Linked DNA regions of Sus scrofa: region 2 is linked to region 1. Evidence: chromatin contacts called from public HiChIP or PLAC-seq data. All regions are on one chromosome and are shown on one strand. Each heading gives the region's core, a stretch centred on a gene start, on an enhancer-like site or on the middle of the called end of the contact. The rest is flanking DNA. Distances are from core to core; before and after follow the strand shown. Region 1 holds the start of ARID5B (AT-rich interactive domain-containing protein 5B). Region 2 overlaps ARID5B (AT-rich interactive domain-containing protein 5B).

Region 1 (2,905 bases), core at 136-2,635:
TTGGATCCTCTTTGTAAAGCTGACAGCCAAACTCTGACAATGGCAAAATACTCGAGCCCCAGCTAGTGGCGCTACCCCTTTAAAAAAGGAGTCGATCCTGCTCGCCTGCAGAAGTGAATACAGTATTTTCAAGCTTGCCCTGTAATAAGCATTACTGGGGGAAAAATAATAAAGGAAGAAGAAAGGGAGATATAAGTTTACCACCTCGCCATGGTCGCTATTTCTGCCCTGGGGAGTGTCTTCTGGGAGGAAATAAAGTTTAGAGCTGGATAAAAGTTGCCGGCTGGTCCTCTCTTCCCACAACAGCTGGAGCTCCGCTATGCAAATCGGATCCTTTGGCGTACATCTTACAAAGAAAAAGTCGCCAAGGGACAAAATTCTTGGTTTGCCTTCAAGGTGGAATTGAAAAGCCTTGTAGAAAATGTAAGGTCCGTGCAAGCCACACGGTGAGCCGACCCACTGCAGGGGAAAAAAGCACCAAATAAATAATGTAGCCATCAGAGCACAAACGTCTATTCCCAGACATATTTACACACAGACATCCACACTCTTAATACAGAAGAGGCAACAGATATAAAGCTGGGTGGAAAATAATAGAGCCCACAAAATTTCTGCCTCCCTTAAAAGAAAAAAAAAAAACCCTCAGCCCCCCCCCCCCCCCGCCACCTCTCCCTACCTCTCCATCTGAGGAGGTAAAATTACATTATGTATGTATGATCGGTGCAGGGATTTTTTTAAACAATAAAAATGATTTGGGGGGATGCAGAGGGTAAAAGTTTGGTGAAAAGTTTGTGGGGGGTGTGGGTGGGTGCAGAGGTGTGGGTAAGCTGGGGGCCTGGGGGGTGCCGGGGGGGTGCCGGGATCGGAGGAGCGGAGAAGAGCGAAATACCTGGAGTGAGTTGGGCTCCATCTCGACGTTCTGAATTGATTGAACTCAACATTCTCTCCAAACTTGTTGGCTTGAATGGATTGCATCAGGTCCTGGCAGGGAAAAACATTCTCTGCCTTCAGCTGGCGTAATGTCTCAATATAAAACTAAGCCCTTGCCTCCCCCCCAGCACCAAAATGATTGAAAATATGTCCTAATATTTCTCTGACGACTCAATTTTCAGCTCCTGTCAGAACTGTGTAGGGTTCCTTCCAAATGTGGGTTGATCAAATTCATAATCGGGAGAAAGGCTCCGTCCAATCTCGGCGGGAAGCGGATGGATCAAGGCAAAAAACATATAGGAAGGTTTGTAAAAATAAAATCTACTCTTAAATTGTGCAAAGATGAGATCTCCCTCTTCTCTGTCTCCCTTGTCTAGGGGTATCGTTTGGTGAGATTTTTTGGAGGAGACAAGAGGTAGCGAGCTCCGCTGTGCATCTGACAGGACCTGCTTGTATATGTCTAATATAAAGAACATTTCCTGCAGAGATTCCGGGGCGCTGCTCCTCTTTCTAATGCTCCTTAGCAGATTTGCTGTTATTAGACATGTAGATTTGTTTGATAGTTAAATTACGCTTCCTCACTGCCATGTTTTCGAGAACTAATCTGTTAAATTATCTTTTGATGCCTATTTACATGGAAGAGAAAAGTGGGTTATCGATTATATAAACATATAAATATTAATGCATTTGTTCGCTTCGCAAAAAAAAACACTCAGCAAAAAAAAAAAAAAACAGAAAGACAAGTGAGCAGTGCACACACATTTCAGGATTTTGCAAACAATATTGAACGGACAGCGACTGCATTTAGGGACTGGAACAATAAACGATGCATGATAAATCAATAAATGCGAGCAGCGAGTCTGCTCGGAATATGAATTCAGGCTCCCGGTTCTGCGTGTGCATTCTTTAATTTTGAAGTATATACACTAGTACGTGTTTACAATGCTGATGGACGCCAAGGGCGCTCTCAAATGATAATGTGTTTATATAACCCAGCGCTACAGGAATAATATACCGACTCCTACCCCACCCCCAACCCCTCCCCCGCCAAAAAAGGGAGGGGAGCTTCCTCAATAATAGTTTGAAACTGAAAAAATCCATTTGCAAACTAGTTAAATACAACCAGAAATTAAGCTGTTGAAAACCGGGGGCATGAACCGTAAGACAATAAAGGCTTTAAATGTGTATATTTATTGTTCTGGAGCCCTGGAGCATTGCGAGGTTTGCATGCACGGCTATTATGCAAACACAGAGAAACTTAAGAGCGACAGAACAAGGAACAGGCAGAGACTGCAAAGCCCTCGCTCGCTCCGACCCAGCTGCCGGTCCTCCGCCAGGCTAGATTGCATTTTCGCAGTGTTGATGTAAAATGGTGTACTCGCTTCCCCCACGCTCCCCCACCCCCTTCTCGGCTCTCCTCCCACTCCTTTCAGTATACCCCCCCCCCGCCTCCGATTTTATTATATTGGCACCAATCTTTCCAAAGTGGGTCTGGCATGCTAAAAAAGTAAACATGTACTATATGGGGAATAAGGTCTGTTATAGTATGACAGTTGAAACTTGATCTGTGATAAAATTACAGGATGTTGAAATTACTAGTAAGCTATTTTTAACGCTTTCGCAACGTTTCACCTCTAGTCACAGCATCTAGTTGAAACAGGATTACTTTAATGAAAATTATATTCACATGGCTGAAGTTAATACACCCGGCAGAGCACAAATGCCTCATATTCAGTGACTTGAGGTGGAAAGACCCTCTCTGTGTATTTTTATGCCTTTTCATAACGTCTGAGTCCGATGCAGTAAGAATTAGGGCACTTAACATTATCTAAACCACATTTTTGATTCAGAACATGGGGAAGTAATAAAAGGCAAGATCTATCTCGTTTCTATACACACAGAGATAAACGAAAGAAAATGGCAGATCCTCCAATTACAATAAGTAATAAAAGCCCATGCCAAAGAGCCGGTATTC
Region 2 (2,905 bases), core at 195-2,694, 85 kb before region 1:
TTCGGAAACATCACACTATTATGCTTACTAAAAACCACTAATAATCTACTCCTAACATCACAGTAAGCTTAAAAAAAAATCTTAAAAAAAGAAAACAACCCTCTCACCAGGATTTTATAGAGCCTGGTGGAAAAAGTATGCATGTTCCTTCCTGCACCTAATTACCTCAACTGAAAAATCTGCCAAGTATTTTGCCCTTTGGTTCTCTTAATCGTATTAGGGCAAATGCATTTGGATGCCAATAGAAACAAACATTTAAAGATTTTCACTTAAAAGATTCCAAATATGTATGAAGGCTAGGTTGGAGACACAATGTCCCTCATCCTTCAAAGACAATATATAGTGTTCTTTTTTTTTTTTTTTTTCCCAAGCAGATATGAGTTTGCTCATGTTATAAAAACTGATGTCTAGTTTTGAGACAATTTAAGTAAAATAATGTCAATATGAGAGGCTCTTACAATGATTTATGCTTCTTTCTGTTACTTTATTACATTAGACATTCCTGTCTCAAAGCTTTATACTTTTTACTGTGCTCCTAGCAACGAACCAAAGGCAAAGCATCAACTTTATACACCTGGCACCATTCCAATTCTTACTGCTATTGACAATTATATTGAAGTTTCCATTTAATTGCTGCTCTGTTGTGACACTGAATATTTGTCATAATTAGGCATTTCCTATTTTCCATCCATTCATTTTTGATTATTACTGAAAATGAAAAAAAAATTTTATTCCAGAAAACCTAAGCATGAAAATTCTCCAGATAAGAGTAGCTACAGCTGTTACTATCATTACCAACATTGTAACATGCAGCAAAAAAAAAAAAAAAAAGAAAGAGAGAGAATATAATTTCTCGGAAGGTAATTTTCCTTTCAGTCTAAGTGCTCTTATTCATCTTACAGTTACTCAATGATTTCCTGTTCTAATTACAGGACATTATACAGAAAGACATTTGTAAAAGGAAAATGCAGCAGTGCCTATGACTAAATAGCCTGAATTGGTTGAAAGTGTTTAAAATTCAAAGTTGTACCTCAACTTTATCAATTCCTGGTTACAACTCTGTGTAGACGTGCACTATGCCCCCACTATATTTCTGAATCTCTCATAAGGCAGTCAAATTAGTACACGAAGTTAGTGCACATCAAAGGGGAAAATACAGTTGCAGTTAAACTGATGTTGAAGAGCTGAGGTGGAGGAAGATCAGTTAGTTGTATGTGTGTGTTTTCTCATCAAAGCTGTTGAATTGGAGGCATGCCAAGACAAGGAGTGGAAAATGTTAATAATAAAAATAAATTAAATGCCTGATTAAAAGGGAGAACGAACAAGATTCCATCCGGAATAGAAATGAAAATGCCACAAACTATTTCATAAAAACATACTGTGACGTCAATTGCACATCAGTATTGCACTGTTGTGGTTATTTTGAGAAATGGTTTGTACTGTAAGTCAGCTGGTGCTGCCCCACCCTTAATGATTTTGTAATTCTCTACACAGTAAGCAAGTGGGGCAGCTCTGAGATTGCTAAGACAGAAAACAGACCTAGCCAAACAGAACTGACAATAAAAAGATAATGTACTTTTAACATAACAGAACAAAAAGATTGGCTTTATTAGCTGAAAAAAAGCCCCTCCTTTAAATGGTCCCCAGCTTGCCATTTGTTTTGATAAATGAAAAGACAGATCTTCCCAGGATAGGCAACAAAAACACCACTGGAGAACTTATAAAAAGAAAATGTGGGAAAATATATCAGGGCATGGTTGCAAACAGAACAAAGAATATTTCAAATGTAAAACCCAGGGTTTCAACCGGCTGTCTCCAAATGCAAGCTGCTTCAAACGGATGGACAAATATAAAAATATGTACTAATATGCTAATCTCAGCTTTTGCCCTATATTATTGCTTCATCAATCTAAAAAAAAACAAAAACAAACAAAAAAACAACAACAAAAAAACAAAAACAGAAAGCTAAACTAAAACTGAATGCTGCCCTCACTCCAAGGAATAAATGAACCTGCTGGGAGGTAAAGCCAGCCCCACCCGCAAACTGAAGAAGTGACCACTGAAGCCACGTTCAAGAGCCGCACTACACTTCTTCCTGAGAATTTTGCATGCTCTTCTCAGCCATATTTAAATGTCACCCAAGTCAGATATTGTGCAATAGCTATATCTACTGGTGAGACCACGTGGCTAGGCTGACATGTAGGTAAAAGTGGTGCCCACAAGTGGGGTGTGATTCTAAGGGGCCTGATCTACCTTAACATGCCTTCCTTTCACAGGGTTAACTGTTAGGCTACAGACAACCATTCACTTTTAGTATAAATGAGTTTCAGAGTCTTAATAAGAAAATATAAAGAGCCCACAAGAACACATAGCAGCCATTGCTTAAACAAAATTTCTTCTCCTCTATAGCTGGGTCCAAGGTTTTCTCACAGATTAATTTATGCATTTATTTATTTACCGATGGCCCAGAAAAGGCTATTAGATTTGAACTTAGCTCAACTCAACCCTCTCTAAGAAGCCACCTTGTGGGAAGCCACCTCCAAGATCCAGTTAACCCCCTATGGTTACCATGACAAAATTGCTATAAGAGAAGGAAACTTGACCATCATTAGCACAACTGGTCTTAAAAATCATCTTAACTTCTGCCATCTTTCCCCTTAAAATATCTACTCAGTCTTTCATTTTTCATGTTGTAACTTAACACCTTCCATCACAGCAAGAATCACAATTCCATTACTGCAGCAGCCATGTAACATTTGAGAGGCCCTCCTGAACCCCTAAACTCATAAATAAACCAAATTAAGGTATGATACTGGACAAATCAATAGCAAAATGATTAACTTCCATACATTAGTCATTCAACATGTAGGATCCAAATCTGTGCCTTAACAAAATGACTAATCAC

What was found. HiChIP or PLAC-seq counts read pairs in DNA pulled down with a chosen protein or histone mark.
Region 2: an H3K27ac HiChIP or PLAC-seq map of alveolar macrophages shows a contact between it and region 1. The contact joins the enhancer-like site here to the promoter of ARID5B in region 1. A contact is called at or near these places in 1 of 5 promoter capture datasets (liver), 16 of 47 Hi-C or Micro-C datasets (alveolar macrophages, blood, embryonic fibroblasts and 8 more) and 2 of 2 datasets of contacts at active chromatin or transcription factors (alveolar macrophages and skeletal muscle).

Annotation. Positions count from the first base shown.
Region 1 is chr14:65,407,083-65,409,987 of Sscrofa11.1, reverse strand. It overlaps ARID5B (AT-rich interactive domain-containing protein 5B), which reads right to left and starts at 1,385. Exons shown (of 10, transcript XM_021072755.1): 1 at 890-1,385; 2 at 205-459. The coding sequence starts at 910.
Region 2 is chr14:65,491,895-65,494,799 of Sscrofa11.1, reverse strand. The region is part of intron 3 of ARID5B (AT-rich interactive domain-containing protein 5B); the gene reads right to left. Among named protein-coding and RNA genes, the nearest start is that of ARID5B, 85 kb to the right of the region's middle. Within about 2 kb of position 1,444, at least 34 of the 83 cell types and tissues checked have an H3K27ac peak or open chromatin away from gene starts, as enhancers often do. A contact at or near this core is called in alveolar macrophages, liver, mesenteric adipose tissue and 3 more, where this site is marked.